Linked DNA regions of Ovis aries: regions 1 and 2 are each linked to region 3. The links are chromatin contacts, called in public Hi-C maps. All regions are on one chromosome and are shown on one strand. Each heading gives the region's core, a stretch centred on a gene start, on an enhancer-like site or on the middle of the called end of the contact. The rest is flanking DNA. Distances are from core to core; before and after follow the strand shown.

Evidence for each region. A called contact is a pair of places that touch in the nucleus more often than the background predicts.
Region 1: a contact with region 3 is called in a Hi-C map of liver, with 2.5 times the contacts expected there. The contact joins the enhancer-like site here to the promoter of NRIP1 in region 3. A contact is called at or near these places in 2 of 16 Hi-C or Micro-C datasets (liver and tail adipose tissue).
Region 2: a contact with region 3 is called in a Hi-C map of tail adipose tissue, with 4 times the contacts expected there. The contact joins the enhancer-like site here to the promoter of NRIP1 in region 3. A contact is called at or near these places in 3 of 16 Hi-C or Micro-C datasets (hypothalamus, liver and tail adipose tissue).

Annotation. Positions count from the first base shown.
Region 1 is chr1:142,721,727-142,725,168 of ARS-UI_Ramb_v3.0, reverse strand. No RefSeq gene overlaps it. Among named protein-coding and RNA genes, the nearest start is that of NRIP1, 200 kb to the left of the region's middle. Within about 2 kb of position 1,693, at least 3 of the 54 cell types and tissues checked have an H3K27ac peak or open chromatin away from gene starts, as enhancers often do. A contact at or near this core is called in liver, where this site is marked.
Region 2 is chr1:143,112,050-143,115,611 of ARS-UI_Ramb_v3.0, reverse strand. It overlaps LOC106990868 (a long non-coding RNA gene), which reads right to left. Exons shown (of 5, transcript XR_009600820.1): 5 at 1-1,891. Among named protein-coding and RNA genes, the nearest start is that of TRNAC-ACA, 31 kb to the left of the region's middle. Within about 2 kb of position 1,716, at least 13 of the 54 cell types and tissues checked have an H3K27ac peak or open chromatin away from gene starts, as enhancers often do. A contact at or near this core is called in liver and tail adipose tissue, where this site is marked.
Region 3 is chr1:142,920,628-142,924,096 of ARS-UI_Ramb_v3.0, reverse strand. It overlaps NRIP1 (nuclear receptor interacting protein 1), which reads right to left and starts at 1,938. Exons shown (of 3, transcript XM_060404029.1): 1 at 1,598-1,938. It overlaps LOC106990866 (a long non-coding RNA gene), which reads left to right and starts at 1,256. Exons shown (of 2, transcript XR_003591646.3): 1 at 1,256-1,929; 2 at 3,287-3,469.

The DNA.
Region 1 (3,442 bases), core at 444-2,943, 200 kb after region 3:
CAGGTTTTTTTCTCTCCTGTACTTTCACCTGCAGTTTGATCCATGATTTTTCTCAACAGGGTTGACCTCTCAATAGAGGAGGCTGATCTGTCTGCCCTCTGGTTTCCCAGAAGATCACAATCATGCTGCAATTGAAACTGCTTCAAGGTAACTTGAAGTCATCACTTTCTGGACTGCTTATAGTTCGTCTCAGGGATGACGAATGCACCCTTTATGTTACATCTTGAAAATCTGGCATCATCCATGCTTTCTACATCTTCATTTCAGTACAGACAAGTTACAATAAGCATGTCTTCAATGCCAGTATGTAGGAGACAGTATTAAATTGCCTGTGAGCAATTTGTGTTTCCACAAGCCCTCTTGGTGATTTTGAAACAGAGAGGCCCCAGTTTAAGTAATAAACAGTAACTGCTGGAACAGAAATCCCCCAGATCTCACAACAAAATCTCATTTCTTGCTTACATCACAGTCCAATATGGGTGAGACAGATGCCCTCTGTCTTGTAGCTAAGACATCTTGAACACTTGGCTTTCAAGTTGCTGAGGGAGGAAAAGAGATCTGAAAGGTTGCTTGGGAAGGGTTTATGGGTCAGGCTTTGGATTAGCTTATATTACATCTGCCTACGTTTTGCCTGCAAGAGTCTAGTCAATTAATTGCAACATCCAGCCAAGAAGGCTAGGGAATGTAGAAGAGCAACCTGGTTGTTTGTGAGAGTTAGCAGTTGGCCACAAGCAGGAGCAGGGAAACAGTATATTACATCCATCAGCAGGTAAGTCATTCTAATTTTTTCTTCTATTTATAGGTGGCACTAATGGTAAAGAACTCCACTGGTGTCCAGGTTTGATGCATAAGACAGGGCTCTCAGGGCCAGTTAACTGGGATGACCCTGAGGGATGGGATGGAGAAGAGGTGGGAGGTGGATTTAGGATGGAGGACACATGTATACCCATGGCTGATTCATGTCAATGTATGGCAAAAACCACTACAATATTGTAAAGTAATTAGCCTCCAATTAAAATAAATAAATTAATTAAAAAACAAACAAAAAAGAACTCCCCTGGCAATGCAGGTAGACATAAGAGACAAGGGTTCAATCCCAGGGTTGGGAAGATTCCTTGGAGGAGGCCACGGCAACCCACTCCAGTATTCTTGCCTGGAGAATTCAAGGGACAGAGGAGACTAGCAGGCTACAGTCCATGGGGTTGCAAAGAGTCAGACATGACTGAAACGACTGAGCGTGCACATAGCATCTGTGGACCCCTGGTGCCGAACTATTACCTGGAAAGTCATCTTCCATTGCATTTGACCCTTCTTCTAGGCTAGGGTCTGTTTATTCCTTCCAGAGCTTCGTCTCTGAACCAGTTTGTGACCGGGCACAGATAAGATGTAGACATAGACATACACAGACAAAAAAACACACATAGACAATAGACACAGATAGACAAACAGACATAAAAATGGAAAGTCTGGTTCAAACTGTACTGAAGGGTAGAATTGAAAGATTATTCTCTTCCAAACTATACTCTTCCCATTTCCGCAGAAGAACCAAGCTTGAACCATGTGTGGTTCGTCTGGTGTTTAACTTCCTAACTCTCAATGAGGATCATGAACTTCAGTCTCACAAAGATCATGCAGGCAAAGTAAACAAATTAAGCAGGGCACACGGAACACAGGTGGAGGGCTGAGGAATGTGCTCAATGGCATAGCACAAGCTCCATCTAAGGGAGGCCTGTTTGTCAGCTCTGGTTAATTGCTCCCATGCAGGAATGCAATTTTAAACGCTGCTAGATCGTTCTTCCACTTTTTTTTCTCAAGAAAAATGGGAAATATGAATGTTTTGGTTATGTTTCTTAATTTTTACAAACATTATATGGGAAATAAAAAATAAAAAAGGCTTCTTCTGCAGAGTTTGCTTGTGGGCTACCAGTTTGCAATTCCTGCATTAAATTGTACATTTATACCTCCATTTGACATTAACACCTTAAATTGTTTAACAAATGTAAAGCCTCAGATTTACAACTTAAAATATCTTTACTTTTTCACATGAAGGGTGATGAATTTGCCGAGCTTATACTCTCTATTTCCAGTTGATTTCCACTCCCTTAATATTGTACTAATCATGTTACTACCAAACTGTATTTATCAAAGTTGATGTGCATTAAGTCCTTAAGTCCTGATATTAAGATTAAAAAATTAGCGCTTCTCCACCTCTTTGTGCCTCCTTTCCTCCATATTTTCTCAGCTCTGTTAGCTGTGCCATTATTTTTTACATGGCCGAATTCATATTATTTAAGTTATATATTACCATTATAATTAACTAAATATATGACTTTTTGTCTATTTTATATTTTAAAATTCAGAACCAATAAATGTTTTCAATATTATAATTACAGTAATTATTAATCACCACAGAACTAGGCAGAATGGTATAATCCTGTTTCACTAAGCCTTATCCATGTGACAAACAAGACTCCAAGAGGGAAAGTCAAGGGGTTTTCTTTCCTTCCACACCACGAGGAGTTCAAAATCATCCCGTATTGCACTTTTCTTTGTATTTTTTGAGGCTTCCTCACATAGATCTTTTCTTTTCTTTTCTTTGAGTGTTCAATCTTCTTTTAATTGTCCTTACTGAAAGAAGAAACTTGAGCTTTTATTTCAGCCTCAGGATAATCCTGCCTTTCAAGTTTACTACATGTTGAGGTTAATCCTTTTGTTCTTAAAAACACTGTGGTTAGAACCCTTGATATTCATGTTCCAGCTCTGACCATTTTTCTTCGCACATGCCACAGCGCCCACTCTGAGGGGATTTCTTTTCATGGTTCTTTTGTGTTGGGGCCGCTATTTCTTAGATCCTATGATTTCTATTTCTTCCATTCCTTTCTTTGCTGGTTTGAAGAGAAATCACAATTACATTTTTCAAAAGAAGCGGTAAGTAAAATAACTCATTTTGTGTTTGAAAATATATTGATTTTGCACCCTCACACTTTTGCTGCCCTCAGACTGAGAATTCTAAAGGAGATGTCTAGTTCTTTTGATGCCTAGATATAAATCTTTCATTTTGTACCCAGCTGGCACTTGGTCTTTTCTTTATCTTGCATGACTTTGCTCCTCCTCATACTCCTCTGCCTTCTCCATTTTCTCCTGCGTCATTTTTGGTTTTTTCTTTTTTGGGACTTTGTCTTAGAGATTTTGAAACTCCTGATCAATTTTCCATGTCTCTTTATTTTTCTTTAACATATATGTTTAAGTAATGATGTATTAAATATATAATATAAATATCTGACATTAAAATTATATGATTGTTTATGCATATTAAATTTTAAATTTTATATTTACATAAATATGTTTTCAGTTCAGTTCAGTTCAGTCACTCAGCCATGTCTGACTCTTTCTGACCCCATGGACTGCAGCACACCAGGCTTCCCTTCCATTACCAACTCTC
Region 2 (3,562 bases), core at 467-2,966, 190 kb before region 3:
TTCTCTCTTTCCATAAAACAAATATTTTACTACATTGTGTACTATAATAACCTTTCTCACATACAACAGAGAAGTATTAACATCCATCATATATAATTAAATGCTCAAAGCCTATTTGTAAAGCAAAAGCTGCAGTAGAATGACATCACTTACATTTAGTTATCATCTCGAAAGAAAGTGTGATTAATAGAAACAGGATGCTTGGGGCTGGTGCACTGGGATGACCCAGAGAGATGAAATGGGGAGGGAGGTGAGAGGGGGTTTCAGGACTGGGAACTCATGTACACCTGTGGTGGATTCATGTCAATGTATGGCAAAACCAACAGAGTATTGTAAAGTAAAATTTAAAAATTTAAAAATAATAATAAAAAAATAAAATAAAATAGAAACAGAAGTATTCTCCTAGAGAGTTTGTGCCCTGTAACAGTGACATTTATATTAGAACAAACTACATATATAACTATTTGTCTTTATTTTGCTCCAGATCAACCTAGCTGAATGTTTGGGCACATGTGATAACTGTAGAGAGATAGACAGCTTCTTTGGTATTGACTTGGCTTTTGTAGAAGCTTTCTCTTCCTTGACTAACTCTTTTCTCATTTCTACTGTCTTAACTTTGGGGAAATGCATACATAGCTGGGCCATTTGCCATTCTCTCTGATAGACCAGGGACAAGCAGACTACTCATAACCCAGTTCATGATTTAGTTTTAAGTACATTATGATTCTACATAATACCTTTGACCTCGCAGAGTTGGTGATGTGAGCATAAAGGTTGCCAGGACACAGTAAACTTTTCCTGAGACAGAGTCCAATCAACATCTTTATGACAGTCCTTCTGGACTGTTTGACCTAATACCTACAAGCTGGTCATGAGACAGTCAGGGGATTGGAAATGTATCACTTGACTGGGTTTTCAGATTGATAAAAAAAAGAGTAAGCAACTGTGCTATCCAAAAGGTTCCAAAGTCTCAGGGTCATTTAGAGTCAAATACAGCAGCTCCTCTTCCTAAGTCCGGGAGTTCTCCCACCAACCAGTGCCCAGGAGAGGGGAGTTTCCCTAATTTAAACAAGAAAGCCTACAGCCTGCTCAACTAAGAGCCAAACGAAAAGGCAAGGTTGCCCAAGAATCATGAGACAGTTGGAAAACCCCTGTGGCTGGCAACCGTTGTAGCAGAATCTGCACATTAAATCAGTGAGGGTTTATTTGGGCCTCCAGTTTTGATAGAAAATAACAATTTCTCTCCTACATTTGCTGTCTGTTGGTTTATGAAAGTCAAAGCTCTTTCTCTGGCCTGATTGCACCCCTGCTCTTTATTTATTTATTTATTTATTTATTTATTTATTTTGGTCCTGAAAATAAAGCTCATTTATTTTTAGTTTATAGCAACCATTTCCTCATTAAGAGATTACACTATTAGCTAATATAACCTATGAAAAATTTTTTATGGGAGTAGAGTTGATTTACACTGTTGTGTCAGCATCTGCTGTACAACAAAGGGAATCAGTTATACGTATACGTATATACATTTTTTTTTATTCTTTTCCCATATAGGTCATTCGAGAGTATGGAATAGAGTTTCTGTGCTATACACAGTAAGTCTTTTTTTTAATATACAAAACAGATAACTCCTGCTCTTTTAACGGCTGGACAAGTCATTGCAACTTTCCATTACCAAGATGCTCCTGATGGGGGCAATATTGAACCTGGTCAGGGGATGATTTTCCTCTTCCTGGCTGCGGCTTCCCTGTGCATGACACCATGGTCTTCGTAGACAGGACTTCACTGTCCTTAAAAGGAAAAAGGCCAGCACACTTGCAAGTTGGATTGAGTCAGTGAAGTAACCCTTGAGAAGCACTAGGTTCGTCTTTAACGGTTCCTGTTTACTTTGCTGAGGAGAGATTATGAGAAGGAAATAAGATCACATTTTGAAGTATTTTCATAATGCAAGTTATCACTGAAACCAAATACTCTTTTGAATCAAACAACCTTAAAACGATGTACAATTCTAATATCTATTTAATTAATCAAAATTTTTCTTAATAAATAATAAAATATATTCTATTTGTGTTTTAGAGGGGACATATATTGCACATACTCATAAATTCTTAAATACAGGGAAACTGCTTGGCAGAGAAAATTTTAAAATTTTCAGAAGTCTTCATTATACTGGAAGTTTTTGAAGGGAAATAGAATTTTAACAGCTTTTTACTCAATCACAGAAAAAATAAAATAAAATCATTTTCTAAACTCTGAAGGAAAAAGATATATTAGGTCATAGACTTCAAATGCTTGTCTCATTTCAGACCTCTTGTGACGTCTTATGACAACATTGCCTACCTTAGTAACTGTGGAGTATTAGGAATCTTGGGAAATAGTACAAAGCATGAAAAAATTTATATTTTCATGTATACGAATATATGTATGTATGTGAGACTACGCAGAGAAAATCTCACAAACCTGTATCAGTATCCATGTTTTAATATTGATTGGAATAGCTTAGGAGTTTATATTAATAAAAACATATCCTAATTTTCTAAAGTTTTAATAATTATATATATACACATATACATTACTAAGGAGAATGCCATATGACAATTGAATTTATACAACTGCAAGCCAGGGAACACCAAAGTTGGCCAGCAAACCATAAGAGGCTGGAAAGAGACAAGGGTTTCCATACAGGTTGCAAAGCTTCCTTTATGGTTGCTATAATCTGAATGTTTCTATCCCCTAAAATTCATGTGTTGAAATCTTCATTCCCAAAGATGATAGTATTAGTAAGTGTGACCTTTGGGGCTTAGTTTTAGGTGAGAAGCTATAATGCTGCACAGATGTGATATAAAATATATATATATATATTATATATTAAATATAGCTCCAATAAACTTTCAAAAATTATTTTAATATGACAAACTGATTGTTTTAAAATTATACAGGTAAGAATTGCCAAAATAGTTCTGAGTAAGAAGAATCCTGAGAACAGGATATTTTTCATAGTAACAGTTACATTAAAAATATATAGTAATGAAAACAGTATCCAGAATAGACATTTCAGTGGGACAGAAAAACATGCACAGCAAAGGGCTCAAATATTTATAAAATTGTAGTAAAGGATACATTGGAATTATAAATTATTGAGGAAACGTGTTGCTGTTCAATGAATTGTGCTAGGAAAATGGTTCAATGTTTTGGGATACAACACATAGTAACATAAATTCCAGCAGTACTAAGTAGATTGATGCAGAAAAGTGGCTAAATGAGAAAACAGGAGAAAATACAGATAGCTATTGGCCTTCCCTGGTGGCTCAGATGGTAAAGACTCTGCCTGCAATGCAGAAGACCCCAGTTCTGTCCTGGGTTGGAAAGATCCCCTGGAGAAGGGAATGGCTACCCACTCCAGTATTCTTGCCTGGAGAACTCCATGGACAGAGAAGCTTGGTGGGCCACAGTCCATGGGTCACAAAGAGTCGGACACAACTTAGTGACCTACACTTTCACACTTTCATTTATATGTGATATTATCATGAGAAGCCTTATCTAAGTATTAATGCAAAGTAAG
Region 3 (3,469 bases), core at 689-3,188:
GGTTCACTCTAGAGGTGAGCCCGGTTTTCTGGCTCCGGAGAAAAGTGATGGTTGAGGCCTCGGGTCCCAGGGGCCTCGCCCTCGGGAGGGGAAGGACACGTACCAACGGGCCTGGCTGGACCCGAGGGTCGGCTAGGGGCCGGGAGCGCGGTCCCCTTGCCTACCCACTTTCCCCAGTCCGGGATCCGGCCAGCTCAGAGCAGGGAGGCACCCGGGCGAGAGGCGGGGGGAGCTGCGCCCGGCGCCGCCCAGGACGCCCGGGGCAGCAGGACTGAGAACGGCGCGACGAGAAGCGCCCGGGGCTCCGGGCCGAGGAGGACAGCCGAGCGGGGGCGCGACCCCGGCCCGGGTCCGGGGCAACACGGCGGCCGCCCTCCCGTCCCCGGCCCAGGACGGCCAAGAACGCGCCGGTGAGCCCCCGGGCCAACTCCACAACTTGCCGGCCCCGCTGCCCGGGCCCCCCGAGTTCCCGGGCAGGTTCGGAGCCGGCAGGAGAGGCGGGATTTGCCCGGAAGCCGTCCCCCTCCGCCGAGCTCACCCCGCCGTCCGCGTCCGCTCCCGCCGCCCCGCAGCGCGGGCCCCCCGCCGCCCCGACGCCCCCCGAGGCCCTGCCCGCCAACGCCAAGCCAACGCCGCCGCGGGCCGCGCTCCCGGCCATTTCCGGCGGCGGCGGCCGCTCGTCCGAGCCCCCCGGCCGCGGCCGCCACTCACCCGAGGCCGCCGCAGCTCCGAGCGCCGGGGCTCCGGCCAGCTCACTCCGCGAAGGCGCCCCGCCGCCCCGTCCTCCCTCGGCGCCCCGGCGAGCTCTTCCCTGCGATCGGCAGCGCTGCCGGGCGCAGCGGCCGCCGCGAGGCCACGGGCGGGCGCGCGGGCGAGCGCGGGGCCGGGTCGTCCCTCCGCCTCGGCCGCCGCCGCCGCGCCGCCTCCTCCTCCGCCGCCGCCGCCGCCTCCCGAGTTCGGGGCTCTGCTGCAATGTCTGCGAGGCTGACTTTGAGCGCCTCGCTCGCCGCCTGCCTGCCCGCCCGCCCGCCCGCAGCCGCGCTCCTCCCTCCGCCGCCGAGGCGGCCGCGGCCCAGTCCCTCCCCTCGCCGCTCCACGCCATTCAGCTCTTCAGCCAAGTTTCTTAACCCTTTTTTCCCCCTCTCTTCCATTGTCACCGGGGCGGCAGGCACGCGCTCGGGTCCCGGAGGCTCGCGGGAACTGCGGGGCCCCCTCGGTTGGCTGGTTTTCCTCCTCGCCCGCCCTCCGGCCGGCCGGGCGGGGGCTGCGGGCGCCCCGAGGCAGCTGGAAGAGCGCGGCGGCCGGGAGAGGTGGGTGCTCCAGGCGCCCCGAGCCCTTCCCCGCGGCTCCCAGCTCTGTCCAGCAGCCCCCACCGCCGCCGAAGGCGCCGGGACAGCTCCTCCTGGGGCTCCCGGGGGGGTGGGGACCACTCTCGTGACCCAGGCCAAAAGCCCGCGAAGGGGGCTCAGCCTGGGGGTCGGGACGCCCCGGGTCCCTTCCTGGGTGCCGGCATCTTAGGCTTCCTTCTCCTCCCACTTCACCCCACGACCCGTGTCTCCTGGGCTCCCTCTCGCCCACCCCCCCCAACTTCCACCACCTTGTAATCTGTGTGTCTTGCTTTAGTCTGGCCGGGGGTGGGGGGGGCTAACTGCGGGTCCCTCTGATCCCGCGCCCTGCACGTAGAAGGCACCCAGGGATAATCGGCGGGTGAGTCCGAGAAGAAAACTGGGAAGGAGACCTGAGGAGCGCCGGGTTCAGCTCCTCGGACGGGAGCAGGGTTTATCTTCTGCTGCTTTGTCACTGCGAAGTCTCCAGCGGAGCCGTTCCTCGAATCGACACCGTCCTCGGACCGAACCTGACCCTCCAAGACAAGGCAGAAGGCACCCAGCTGCCACTTCTCGGGCAGCTCTCCGCCGGTTCAGGCTCCGAGTAAGAAATAACAATTACATCACGAGGCCGGGGCGGCAGCCCCGGAGAGCCTCCTGGTTTCCTGCAGCCTGATCTCCCTGAACCCGCCTCTAAATTGGGGGGGATACGGATTGGTGAAGAGAGAAAGTGGAGGGAGGAGAGAGTCATCCGAAACCATCATTTCCCCCTTCTCCGTGTATTTGCTGTTTTAAAATCTTATCCTCAAGGCTCTCCCCAAACATCAAGCTAGAACTATTAACACCCCCGCAACACCTCCCCAGATGTCAGGTTTCTTTTTGACTCTAGCATCTAGCATTTAGTAACTCGCCATGAAAAAGAAAAAGAAAAAAAAAAAAATTGCCAGGGGAAATGAGGACCGTTGCAGAAATTGTTTTTGCTTGCTGCAAAAACGCTGAAGTACAGCTTAGGCTCACTGTAAACTCCGAAATGGCATGCCTGTGTTTAAACACTTATTACACAAAACAAGTGAGTGGATAAGACACTCCATTCCTATGTGTAGGTTTTCAGATCCTTAAGGATTCGACAGCATTTTAAAATAAAGTTGCTAGTGCACTTAAAAAAAAAACACAAAACTATCCAAGTCATAGAACAGTATTCTATGCCTGTTATGTAATGGTTGTGTTGTGCGTGTAAAATGTCATTTAACCTTTAAAAATATGAATGAGGATTCGGGAACACCTTCACAGTCTTAAAAGGGAAAGCGATATTTCAGAAGAATGCTTAATAATACAGCACCTAGCACAGTGCTGGGCACATGGCAGGAAGATTTTTCTTCATGGTGATAGTGCATTTTAGAACAATTATTTTACATCACCCTAGTGATTTCAACTGTGCGATCTGTTGCCATCTTATATATTTAAACCTCATATGAGAGCTTATTATTTGTATCTACCACCATTTGAAATCTGTTCAAGGCAGCTTAGTAAAGTCCACTGTTCTGCATGACAACATTTATCCAGGATTGATTCAGAGCCAACTGTTTGAATTAAGTGATAGGCAGCATTATTGGAGTGTGACCCTTTAAGGAATCAAACTAATTTTCTTTAAAACTGTTGTACAAAGATTTTCTGAAAACGTATTATAAATGTTTCTATTTTCTTAAGCCATTTTTTGGCTTTTTCTTGAAAATTCAGAGTTAATTTTGATAGTAGGTTATAATGAATTTAAGGACTACATCAATTTCCTGTTCTCTATCAAGCTCCTTCCTAGGAGTCAGGGATGCTCCCAGGATGAATAGAAGCCATCAGTCCTCTCCCTGAAGGACTCCAGGATACTATGATCCAGTGATCATCTCTGTCTTTCATAGTTGCTCTCTCTCCCCCTTCCCTAACTAACAATCTTTTCTCTCTTTTGCCAGGGTTCCTGTCTCTAACATTATCCTCCTCTTCTGATTGGCAACTGCTAGTCTGGTGCAGACTGAGATTCCAGATAGCCTCATTTGTCACCATTCAGTCTAAAGTAAAACAAAATAGTGCCATGTAAGGAACTGATGTGCTCACCAAGGAGAAAGGCAGGTGAACTTTAGTGCATCGACCTTGTG